Regions from separate parts of the Sus scrofa genome. Here all the other regions are linked to region 3. Evidence: chromatin contacts called from public Hi-C, HiChIP or PLAC-seq and promoter capture Hi-C data. All regions are on one chromosome and are shown on one strand. Each heading gives the region's core, a stretch centred on a gene start, on an enhancer-like site or on the middle of the called end of the contact. The rest is flanking DNA. Distances are from core to core; before and after follow the strand shown. Region 1 holds the start of TM2D1 (TM2 domain-containing protein 1). Region 2 has its middle 210 kb from the start of C6H1orf87. Region 3 overlaps LOC106507659 (a long non-coding RNA gene). Region 4 has its middle 100 kb from the start of TM2D1.

What was found. Promoter capture Hi-C pulls out the DNA fragments that hold promoters and counts their contacts. A called contact is a pair of places that touch in the nucleus more often than the background predicts. HiChIP or PLAC-seq counts read pairs in DNA pulled down with a chosen protein or histone mark.
Region 1: a contact with region 3 is called in a promoter capture Hi-C map of fetal skeletal muscle, with 4 times the contacts expected there. The contact joins the promoter of TM2D1 here to the enhancer-like site in region 3. A contact is called at or near these places in 4 of 5 promoter capture datasets (fetal liver, fetal skeletal muscle and liver), 8 of 47 Hi-C or Micro-C datasets (embryonic fibroblasts, heart right ventricle, liver and 3 more) and 1 of 2 datasets of contacts at active chromatin or transcription factors (skeletal muscle).
Region 2: a contact with region 3 is called in a Hi-C map of subcutaneous adipose tissue, with 2.7 times the contacts expected there. The contact joins two enhancer-like sites. A contact is called at or near these places in 12 of 47 Hi-C or Micro-C datasets (brain, embryonic fibroblasts, epiblast stem cells and 7 more) and 2 of 2 datasets of contacts at active chromatin or transcription factors (alveolar macrophages and skeletal muscle).
Region 4: an H3K27ac HiChIP or PLAC-seq map of skeletal muscle shows a contact between it and region 3. The contact joins two enhancer-like sites. A contact is called at or near these places in 2 of 2 datasets of contacts at active chromatin or transcription factors (alveolar macrophages and skeletal muscle).

Annotation. Positions count from the first base shown.
Region 1 is chr6:150,613,944-150,616,715 of Sscrofa11.1, reverse strand. It overlaps TM2D1 (TM2 domain-containing protein 1), which reads right to left and starts at 1,405. Exons shown (of 7, transcript XM_013988894.2): 1 at 1,188-1,405. The coding sequence starts at 1,345.
Region 2 is chr6:151,967,924-151,970,715 of Sscrofa11.1, reverse strand. No RefSeq gene overlaps it. Among named protein-coding and RNA genes, the nearest start is that of C6H1orf87, 210 kb to the left of the region's middle. Within about 2 kb of position 1,410, at least 6 of the 83 cell types and tissues checked have an H3K27ac peak or open chromatin away from gene starts, as enhancers often do. A contact at or near this core is called in subcutaneous adipose tissue, where this site is marked.
Region 3 is chr6:151,250,514-151,253,584 of Sscrofa11.1, reverse strand. It overlaps LOC106507659 (a long non-coding RNA gene), which reads right to left. Exons shown (of 2, transcript XR_002345466.1): 2 at 2,179-2,911. Among named protein-coding and RNA genes, the nearest start is that of NFIA, 22 kb to the right of the region's middle. Within about 2 kb of position 1,639, at least 41 of the 83 cell types and tissues checked have an H3K27ac peak or open chromatin away from gene starts, as enhancers often do. A contact at or near this core is called in fetal liver, fetal skeletal muscle, liver and 3 more, where this site is marked.
Region 4 is chr6:150,715,046-150,718,110 of Sscrofa11.1, reverse strand. No RefSeq gene overlaps it. Among named protein-coding and RNA genes, the nearest start is that of TM2D1, 100 kb to the right of the region's middle. Within about 2 kb of position 1,435, at least 7 of the 83 cell types and tissues checked have an H3K27ac peak or open chromatin away from gene starts, as enhancers often do. A contact at or near this core is called in skeletal muscle, where this site is marked.

The DNA of each region.
Region 1 (2,772 bases), core at 156-2,655, 640 kb after region 3:
TATTATCCAGTCTTTAACTTATACATTTATGTTTATATTTACATGTAAATAGAGGATGTTAGTTTGTCCAAGTCAACAGGTACGGGCACAGATATATTTTCGGTGTCACTAAATAAGACCTGAACATGAATTTATTATAGGAAAAGTATACTAACATCTGTTAAAACTCTAGCAGAGGGTGCTATCTTTAAAGAACATCGGTCAGTGTTTATGTACAAAGCACAAAGAAAAAATTAAAATAAAAATTGTCACCAAATTATTAAGAGAATTTTAGGTTAAAAAAAATCAGTTTCTAGAGATCTGACTGAAAACTGAAGAACAGATCTACCTAATTCCTCTCTTTATCAAAGCTAAAAATAAACTGATGAACAGCCTCAGTTTCTCATCAGTAAATAAACAGCTTACACATATAGCCCCTACTCCTGTGTTCCAGGCATTGTTCTAAGTGACTTACCTTCTACCTGTACCAGTTTATCAAAACAAACCTTTAGGTTGGTACCACTGTTATCTACATTCTTACTCATGAGAAAACAGAGTTCAAATAACTTGTCCACGGTTACAAAGTGGAGCAGGAATTTGCCCCATGACAGTGAGAGCAGAAATAAACTGATTAACAGACCTACCTAACTCCTCTCTTTATCAGAGCTAAAAATAAACTGATGAACAGATCTACCTAACTGATGAACTGCCTCAGTTTCTCATGGAGATTTAGAGGATATAAGATAGTAAGTGTAAAGTTAATGATAAATGGGTAGCATACATTGGCTATATCGTTATTAACTACTGTGTTTCCCTCTAAGTGGGCAAATTTCCGCGGTAGGGTCTATCAATCATTTAATTTAATACTAGTGCCTAGAAACAGGACCCTACATACTTCAGCATTTATGTGTTTACTGAACAAACAAACTCACCGGGAAGGAAGGAGGGAGGAAGGAAAGGAAAGAAGAAAGGTGGATAAGAAGGGGAAGCGCCAAGGAACAGTAAAATCCCAAGGAACTCACAGGATGGCCTCTGTCCGTCCCACCCCCACATCTCTCTTCACCCCCCGCCCCCGCGAGGTCCCGAGGTCATTAGAGGACACAGGTCACCGTTCCCTTCAGTCCAATCCTAGCCGGTATTGAGGTCCACAACCCACTCTCAACCCGAAATCTACCTTGCCCCCACTGGGGGCTCCTCATAGAGGATATTGTCCCACTTTGAGGTCCTCGCACTTAAGTGGCTCCTCGCTGCCGCCGGCGGCAGCTCCCCAAGGTCCAGTGGTGGCTGATATGAACCACAGGACACCGAGGAACCGGGCGGCCACTGTGTCGGGAGCAGCCGGCCTGGAGGGCCAGGCGGCCGCCATGCTGAGCACCGGGGCGTCCCCCACAACTTCCGGTTCCGCCCTCGCCCGGGAGCCGGGCGGAGTCGGACCATGGGAGGGAGGCTCTTAAAGGGACCCTGCAAGGGCTGGAGTAGAGCCTCCCTCTAGGCCTGCAGAATCAGCTCGAAGAGATTTGATTGGTCTTTCAAAGCCCGAGGAAAAAAGCTGGCTTGGAAAATCCGCTGCCCTCCATCTGCAGAAGTGCCAGCGGCGCCCGGAGATTTGATAAACATCTTACAAACATTATCTCCATTAGTCTAGTAGGATTTGGGTTGACAGATAACGAACCAGTCTCAGAGACGCTGAAAAGCATGTTGACCTTAGTTACTGAGTTAGAACAGAATTGACGTTTCCCCGATTTCAGACTCTGTGCTCTCAGGATATAATGGCCTGGCCTTTTTCTTAGAGGAGGAGCTTTTACGAATAGATCTTGAGGACGCTGTATCACAAAGATAAGCACTGCACCTTTATCTTTATCAGTAAAAGTGAAGTGAAGGAAAGGGCCTAAAAACAAGAGGAGACAAAGAGTTTAAGCCAAGTGAAAAGTTGGAGGGTTTTTTCCTCCATCTCTTCTCTGGAGGTATCTTCTATACCAAACAAAATGTGTACTTTTTTAGTGAAAATTTAATCTTTTTTCGCTAATATAAAAATACTGCGTTTGGTGCCTCTTCGCCACCGTGGGACTAAGTACTAATTGTGTTGTGTGGTGGTTCCAAATTTTCGGGAGCATTAGTATCACCTGGAGTATTTGTTGAAACGCAGAAGGTTGAGCCCGCCTCATTTTCTGATTCTGAAGATGTAGAATGGGTAGGATAATTTGCGTTTCTAATTAATTGCCTAGCTATGCTGATATTGCTGGTCTAGAGACCACACTTTGACAACCTTGAGATAACAGGAGGCGTATCGCTTTTGAATGAGAAGATATGAAACTATTTGCAATAATAACTTAGTATTGTAACTACATTTAAACACTTTCTTGGGAGCTCCTGTTGTGGCTCAGCTGTAACGAACTTGACTGGGATTCATGAGGAAGTGGGTTCAATCCCTGGCCTCACTCAGTGGGTTAAGAATCCGGCATTGCCTTGACCTGTGGTGTAGGTGGAAGACACAACTCAGATTCAGCATTGTTGTGCCGTAGGTTAGCAGCTACAGCTTCAATTCCACCCCTAGCCTGGGAACCTCCATGTGCCACAGGTGTGGCCCTAAAATGACAAAAAAAAATTTTTTTTTTCTTAAACCAATTTTGCAACATTAACTGTGCTATTTTAAAAATTAAAACGTTTATACTTAAAGATTTAAGGGTAAATTTAGTGGTTCAATTTTGCGGGGGGTCTTTTTTCTTTTTTTTTTTTTTTTTTTGTCTTTTTAGGGCCGCACCAGAGGCATATGGAGGTTCCCAGGCTAGGGAT
Region 2 (2,792 bases), core at 161-2,660, 720 kb before region 3:
AAAATTACTGATTGTTTAGGATTTGTGCTTGACTATGGAGACAGGTAGGGAAAGATATAGGTTCCAGGTAGTTCTTTATTTTTCTGGGGTTTGGGGTGGTGGTATAAAATGAGAAGTATAAGCATAAAGAAAAGTGATGGCAGAAGACCCCAGAAGAATAATTGGCATTAGAAAATGGAAAAACTGGAAGATCCATGATGTCATGAAAGCACATTAAAAAAGCAGGTTCTAGAAATTAACATGGAGAAACTAACATTGATTTTAATATAGAATAGAGCTATAGGTAACGTTCTTCCAATGTTTTTGTAATTTTGATATATCCATAAAATGTATTAAAACCAAATATGCAACAGATTTATTTTGAAAAAAACTTTTGACAGTTATAAAAATCCCTTTCAGTATCTGTTATTTGAAAAATCAAAGCAACTAAGGGAAATATGTATATATATATATATATACAATACAATACAATATATATAATATATAATTATATATATAATTATATATATAATACAATATATATAATACAATGTATATAATACAATATATAATTATATATATTGTATATGTAATACAATATATATATTATTATACATATATAGGGGTGTTTGTATGTACACACGCACACATATGTCCTTTGTATTAGAAAGTATGAAGTCCACCTACCAACACCATGACACACAGAAAGGTGTCCTTAATTTAGCTACCGTTCTACTTCTGCACCTTCCCACACCTACTCCCCACACTGACTGTAGGAGCAATGTCTCCTCTGATCCTCTAAGTCGTAATCTCCTTGAAGACAAACACTTCATCTTTTTAATCATGACACTTATTAATGTAGCTATTCAGTCAATATGTGATGAAAAGAAAGGAATGCAATCGAATGAATAACATTTGAGGAATCTATATAGTAAACATATTTCTGAAAAACAAAATTGGGAAACATAGCCCAACATATAGTCATTTAATGCTTTTGACAATTTAAAATAATTAAATCATTAAATTTGTATTTTCTATTGGGGGTTAGAACCTAATATACAAGATATGTATAAATAAAGATTGCCTTGATGAAATCAGTCACACTGAGTCAGTAACAAAAAGACTGTTGTATTCTAGAAATATAAAATAGTAATAGACTTTCGATAAAACAATAATGTCCAAGGTCACAACAGATGACTGGCCTACTTATAATCTAGACATTTATATAAAACCTAGGTATTATTCACTTTCATTTAATCCAGTTTTTTTCCAGAATTGTGAAATTCTCTCTAGATTTGCTTTCTCTCCTACTTTAATGAGAAAGTGTTTGATTTGTTCTGCTGCTCTCTCTCTTCCATCCCCACCCGTAGCCCTCTGCAACCCAAAGCCTTCTCTCAGCTGGCAAGCACAAGCCCCAGATGCCAACTGTGGAAGATATTTTATCTGCTGCATCTGGTTCCTTAGCAGATTCGACAGGCCTCTGTGCTGGCAGCTTCAGAAATGCCTTTGGGCTTGTCACATGGTGAAAACTCTCAACTGGCTGTCTGAATTGCCAACGATGCTTTGGCTCACTAGAGAGAAGGGAGAAATAGCACTTTTTGTCCATCTACTGATAACCTCTTCTATAAGTGATCAGTGGTTTTTGATCTGAAAAATATTCCCAAAGGGCAGAATGGACTTGGGGTTAAATTTCATCCTCTTGATAGAAACCTGTAAGTAGTACATAACTGAGTTTTGCTTCCTTAGCCAGAGAGGAAATCCCCAGCAATTTGGACTTCAGCATGTTTATTCTGAAACTAAATTCAGGAAGCATCAGCATTTTAGAATTGTAAGGAAAATTAAGAGTCAGCTAATCCAGTTCCCGTCATGGCGCAGCAGAAACGAATCCAACTAGGAACCATGAGTTTGCGAGTTTGAGCCCTGGCCTTACTCAGCGGGTTAAGGATGCATTGCCGTGACCTGTGGTGTATGTCACAGACACGGCTCAGATCTGGCATTGCTGTGGCTCTGGCATAGGCCGGCAGCAACAGGTCGATTAGACCCCTAGCCTAGGAACCTCCATATGCTGCTGGTGCAGCCCTAAAAGGACAAGAGACAAGAAAGAAAGAAAGAAAAAGAAAGAAAGGAAGAAAGAAACACTAGCTCAAAGAGTCAGCTAATCCACCCCCTTAATTTGTCTGATGAAAAAACTCAGGCTCTGAAAACAGAAGGAATTCAGCCAAGATACCAAGCAGGACAAAGGAAGAGATTGATCCCCGGTGAATTCTTGGGGAGGAGGAGTAAGGAAGCAAGTGAGAATAGGAAGTTTGCTCATAAATGGCAGACTGGAGAAAAGTCTTGTGGCATGGTGTAGCAGCAAAGTGGGAGATATAATTCCCGCGCTAACTCTGACACTGCTTAAGGTCACAGAGCTTGGATGTTGCAAGCTACCTAACCTCTTTTAGGCCCAAGTTCCTTTATCTTGGAAAAAAAAAAAAAAAGAGTTAATCACATATCCCAACTCGTTTGGTTGTTTTGAGGATTAAATAAGATAATGTGTAATGTATCTGACAAGGATTAAGCATATGCTCATTTTTTCTCAATAAATATTTATTGTGAATTTATCATGCCTTGGAGCCTATGCAAAACACTTGATAAATAGTGATTATTATTAATGTAGCTGATGAAACTGGTAAATGAGGACAAGCTTGTAAAATGAGGACAAGAGAGTGAATCTTCCGAGCGGTCTCCTGTTGAGCTCTGTGTAGGCAGAGAGCAAGAGCGTCTTCACATAGACCTACTGCTGTCACGCAGCTCCAATTCCCTCAGCTGCA
Region 3 (3,071 bases), core at 390-2,889:
AGATCAACTCATTCCTTGGCTTCTCCATTGCACCCCTGCCCACTTCTCCCATGGTCAATATTTCATTAGGAAACACTGTAATACTCTACCATTACTAAAGGTTCTAGACGCCGTCATTTACTACACCTTCAACATGGAGAAACCATCAAGGTGTCCACTTCTCCAGGTGACCTTTCCCAAACTTGTATGTGTGCCCCAAAGCTAGTTGGGAATATGCTCAGTTTTGGTGCAGTAGAAGGTTCGTGGATGTATAGTCGGAAGATCAGGGCTCCTCATGACCTGGCTCCACCACTTCTCTGTAGGACATTAAATGATGCCCTGGGTCTCCCTGAACCGAGCTCTCCTCTTCTGTGAAGGGAGATCTTGAAGTCCTGCTTCACAGACATGATATGAGAATCACATGAGACCTGAGAATCACATGTGAAATTCCTAATATATATAACCAAGCACATAGTAGGTGCTTAATAAATTGATGTCAAAGGTAGATTCTGAAATACAGATCTAGAGCTGCTAAGTTGGAAATTTTCTTTAAAGAAAAAAAAAAAAAGGTACCAGCTATGGCTTGTATCCCCACGTCTTTGTTTTCACATCTTCAATATGGGAAAAACATATGCCATATAAGTGATAAAATTAAATGAGGTAATAGTAAATAGCAATACTAAGTGATGCATAAATATAATATGTTATTATATGTCTATAAGAAGGGGGTTAGCTAGAGAGCAGTTGTCAAAACTTCCACTAACTGGTCCTTCTATCCTAATCAGACACTCACACCTCTTTGACTCTCTCTATCCTCTTCAAAGGCCCTAATCTTCAACAAACAGAAAGAAGCTAGACAAAGTCTTATAAGTTAGATTTCCTAGGTTAAAAGACAGTTTTTCCATATTAGAAATCGATGAAATCTCCCTCTAGAAGGCACCTGCAGTTTCTCATCTACATTATCTCGTTTAATTCTAGAAAAGACCCTGTCAGGCAGGCACCACTATACCTCTTTTAAGGGATGAAGAAACCAAGGATTGGAAAGATCAAGCAACTTGTCCACGGCCACACAGCCACTCTTCTCAGCGAAACAAGCTGCATTTTCTAAGACCAGCCTAGAAGAGGGACTTTGGTCCATGAATCCTCCAACTCCTGTATTTACTACCTCAATTCCTCATTCCCTAAAAGCTCATTCTCAGTGCCCTCAGAACTCTTGCTGCTGCCAGTAGATCCATAACTCTGGAGCTCAGAACTCAGACTCAGGAGCGGGAGATGGCCCTGGAGAAAACAGGGTCCTGCTCCCCTGGGTGGCTTTCCTTGACGGGCTGTCTCCCTTTCTCCCTCCTGCTATCCGAAACTTGCCTGTAGGTGGCGCCCTGATTCGCGGGGAACTTGGAGGGCGAGGACGCGGGTCACCAGCTGCCTCCCCTCAAGGCCAGTTTAAATAGTCCCTTGGCTGCAGCTCAGCACAGGAACCCTGGTAATGTGGTTGTGCCCTTCCCCCGCCCGGTCTCTCTTCCTCTCCCCACTGCCCCTCCCCTCCCCTCTCCCCCACCCCCACCCCCACCCCCCCGTGGCTGGCGCGGTGCAGGAGCTGTCTGCCTGTGCTTCCTCAGAGGTTGGGCTCGGGAGCGGATCTCCAAGCGCTCTAGGCCGAGCTTGGCGCTTCTGGGCGGTGCTTGGACCCCTGAGCCTCGGCCTGCCGACGGCCTCCCCCCACACCCCGCCCCACTCCTTCCCTGCACCCCCTGGTGCTGCAGCTGTAGCGCGGGTGGAGGGATGGAGGGGAGTGTGACCCTTGAATGCTGCGCGGGGCGGAGCAGCTTTAAAAACTTCTGAAAGGCCACGTTCAAAGCCTCCAAGGACCGAACTTGGGCCGGAAGGCGGTTTTCTTGGAGGGGCTTGCAAGGGGGCGGAGGGGGTGCACCTGCAGGGCCGGGAGCGCGCAGCCTGGGAAGAGGGTCCGGGTACCCGCGAGCCCTGAAGCCCCGGCCCCGCACTCGCCACCTAGCCTCGGCCTCCTCCGCCCCAAACCCTAGCCCCCTCGGGGGAGCGCGCAGCCCCTCCCCGGCCTTCGGCTTTCATCCTCCCCGCCGGGCGGCAGCGAGGCGGGATGGGAGCCTCCTAGGGCTGCGCATTCACCGCGGGGTCTTCCTTCCCTCCGGCCCCTCCCCAGGAACCCGAGTTTTCGCAGCAAAGTTGAATTACCGGATTTTAATTCCAATCCGCCCGAGTGGGAGATGGCTGAGGAAGGAGAATGTTTCGCGACAGAGGAAATATTCCCAATTTACCTCTTACCCCCATAAAAAGCCCTGGGGAGGGTGAGAAGGAAGGGAAAGCGGGAGGGGCCCGCGCTGGAGGAGAGGGGGCGAGAGTGGCACAGTGGCGGATAGGACGGTGGCACGGGCGGCGTCTGGAGTCGCCGCCGTCGTCGCTGTGCTCTCGGGTTGTGCCATCTGGGGTTAGATGGGGAGGGGCCGCCGCGAGCCAGGCCCGCTCTTCTCGTCCTGGGAGCGGATGCCGTCTCTCGCGGGGCCGAAAGCGAAGGGCCAAAGGGGTTTTCATTAGTACCGAATTATGAGGATCATCAGGCTCCAAAGTCCTTCCTATGGAGGCTCTTGAATGAATTAGGTAAATGATTTGCTCCACTGGTAGTTTCGGAAGAAGACACTTTTCTCAGAACTTCTGAAATGGAGCGCTTTACCCTGGGACCAAATGCCGGCAGGGCTCCTTTCAGGACGGTTTCCACTCCTTCGGTCTCGCTGGGTGCGAATCACTGAGTCGGTTAGTGGGGACACGTGGGAGAGGTAGATGTGAACTCGAACAAAGCGGTGTGACTTAGTTAAGGAAGAAAATGAGCTACTGAAAATAGAGGAGTTTAAAAATAAACTACATAAAGTTGATTATTTTGCTTGAAGTCCGTTTCCTTGATCTGAGAAAGTAAAATAAGTGAGAGTTGGGTTTTACTTTTTTTTCCAATTAGTTGTTTATTACATTTTCTCAAAGGCCTTGAAAGAATCATTATAGTAAGTTTTTAAGGACAAATGGTTGCTGGCATTACAGACAGAAAAGATGTGGCTCCAGGAGAGTTT
Region 4 (3,065 bases), core at 186-2,685, 540 kb after region 3:
AAATACATGAATAGTACCTAGTGCATAGCATTCACATTAATCAATCAGCAATAGTATTTGTAATTTGTCTTCTTACATTATTAGTAGTAGTAGTATTTTCCCATCTCTTCTGGAACTTTCCTCATGCTAAGTTTGTTCTGGTTGTTCACATTATCTTCTTACTTTTGTATTACCTCATTTGATGACAGAGGTCACAATTTTTAAAACACTAGATCCAGTCTGATCTGTGCTTAGTGATCCATAAATAACTGTCAAATGAGTGGATGAAATTCCCTCTATCTCTTTCTAGAACTGGGTAGAGAGTAAGCTGACAGCAAAGTTCTTCAAAGGCTTCCCATAACACTTGGAATAAAATCTAGATGCCTTATCGTGGGGAACAGGGGCCCACAAGCCCTGACTTCTGCCTACCTTTCCAATCTCAGCTGCAACCAGTTTCCCTCCCGTACACAGCTTGGGCCACCACCCTTGCTTGGAATGCTCTTCCTCCAGAACTGTGCATGGCTCACTCCTTCCAGTCCTTCAACTCTCAGCACAAAGAGCTGGTCTTCCTAGGGACCTTCTCTGACCACTTGCCTATTCATTGTCTATCTCCTTACCCTGCAATATTTTTTCTCAAAGCACTATCACTGTCAGAAATTACATGACGATGGGTCACCTTGCTATACAGTAGAAAATTGACAGAACGCAGTAAACCAGCTATAATGGAAAAAATAGAAATCATTATTAAAACAATCAGAAGTCCTTTAAAAAAAAAAAAAGAAAGAAAGAAATTACATGATGTATTTCCGAGTTTACAAATTTGTGGTTCCTCTCCCCCGCTTACCACATGTGAGCTCCCGAGGGCAGGAGCTTAGTCTGTTGGTGTCCAGACCTGAGTCACCACACCACTGAATGCATCAAAAAAATGAAGTATCTCTTTTCATTTTCCTAGGAAAATATACATATAAAAACTCTCCAAATTGTTTCTATAGGACCATAGCCTCCAAAATACAACAACTCTTCCCCCACCCACCCATTTTTGCTTGCAGCACGGAATTTAATGTTTCACCACAGAATGGCAGGCAGAAGGAAACCCAACGATGCTAACTGTATGGAAAATGAAGACACGGCCAATAGGAGGTCTCCCAAAGCCCCCATTTTAATAGGTTTCCTCCACATTTCACTTCCTCACCGTGAGTCTGGCCCTTGTAAGTTGCTTCCTTTGTGCTTAAAAAGTAGTGTGTTAACTCCTGTTCTCAAAGCCAGCAAACATGGATTTTCTTCAGTTTTCACATGATCTGGCTCAAAACAGCAGGAAACTTGAATGTTTCGTTTGGCGTCTTTCACTGCCTGAGAACAGAACTGCAAACAAGAGAGGTGTCTCCGTTTGCCCAGGCGGTCCTGGCGCTGGAGAGGAAGGCCGGAGCCGTGTCCTCCACGATGCTGTCCCCACACAGTGACCTCGCTTGACTCCCGTGGGATTGAGCAAAGGAGGGACCCGGGAGGCGCCCTCCTGCATGGGAAGGGGTGAGCCCGGCTGTGCGTGCGAGGGGCTCTGCTGGCGTCGGCTGGAGCGTTTTGACCCGCGAGTCTCTCCAAAGAGCCAAACAATGCTGGCTGTTCCTGGCAAGGCCGGGCCTGGCTTACTCAGATTCGTGTTTTAGGAGAGGTGCTTTGGGGTAACAGAACTGGCTCCATTTCCACCATGACCACATCAGCCCTGGTTTCCGCTGTGCAAAAACAAAATTCTCAAAAATGTTACCATACCAAATCATATGCGGCTTTTGTTTTATAAACATCTTTTTTTTTTAAAAAAAGTCTGTGGAAACTGTGATAAAGACCCATACCCTATCCAGTTGTTTTCCAGCGAGCCAACTCAACTTGGGAGACGCTATCTCAGCATGAGGTCCCGTTCTTCTTCTCAATACTTCGACTCCATGTGGTCCGGGGTGTAGCCATGAATCCTCAGCCCCTCATCTTGGAACCATGGGCTTCTTTCTGCTTCTGAAAAAGGATGTTTCAGAAGGACTTACGGAGCACCAGTGACCTTGACCGCCAGTCAAGGGCATGTTCTCTTGAGGATCTCAGTTCGGCAGGAGAAGGGAGAGACGCCCCTGTAAAGAATGCCATGCATGGAGGGCCCACATTAGTTGGGAAGGAAGAAAAAAGTCTATGGAATCTGCAGCTGATGCTGCCAAGTTTCTCAGTGAAAGAGAAGGCAGGACCATCTTAATAACCATCTTACTGGTTGGGTGTGGGCTTCACGGTGTCTGGGCAGCTAGGTCTCAGCAGGCTGTGTTCAGCCAAAGTAACCACAGACCTCTCCTCGGCCTGCTGAGGATGGCTGTTGCATCAGACAGGGTCTAGTCAGGAAAGTGGAAACCAAGCTAGGTATTTCAAACAGAAGGGACTTAATTCGGAGAATTTGTTACAGAAATGATGGGAAGTTGAGGGGGCAAAAAAGGGGGAAGCGGAAGTAGCCCAAGTATTCGTAACTGCAGAAAGCAGCTGGGAGCCAAATTAGGGGAACAAGTGAGAAGAGAGAGGGTTAGAAGAGGCCCTGCCTACCTGCTGCTGATCAGACCTCCAGAAGGATGTGGCTGGCTGGTGTTGGCACATCTACGAGAGAACAGCACACTGGAGTGCCACGTAAAACCGGGGGCTAAAGCCATCGCTCTACTTTGTGGCTGTTCCTGCTGCAGTGAGGCCAACACTAGAAATAGAAAAGGCCCCTTCTACTTAATTCTGTCTTCCAATCTCCCTCTGGTTCTTCCCATTGCCAGTCCATCAGCTAATAGGAAACCAACTGGCAAAAGTTTCTGAGAAGCACAGCTTACAGACCCTGACCCAGCAGCACAGAGCAGAACATAGAGGGGACGGTTTGGGAGTTGAAAGACAAGAGACAACCATATCAGAGGAAATGGGTAATGGGGGGAGATGGGGCTGAAACTTTTGGCCTCAAAAAAGAGTCTGGCCCACTGGAGGGCCAATACGTGTTGGTGCTTGTACCTCTGGCAGGAATGAGGGATTCCTCTGGTAGGAAAAGACCGGGCATTTCTTTTCCTCTTTGTTGGCTATCACTGGCA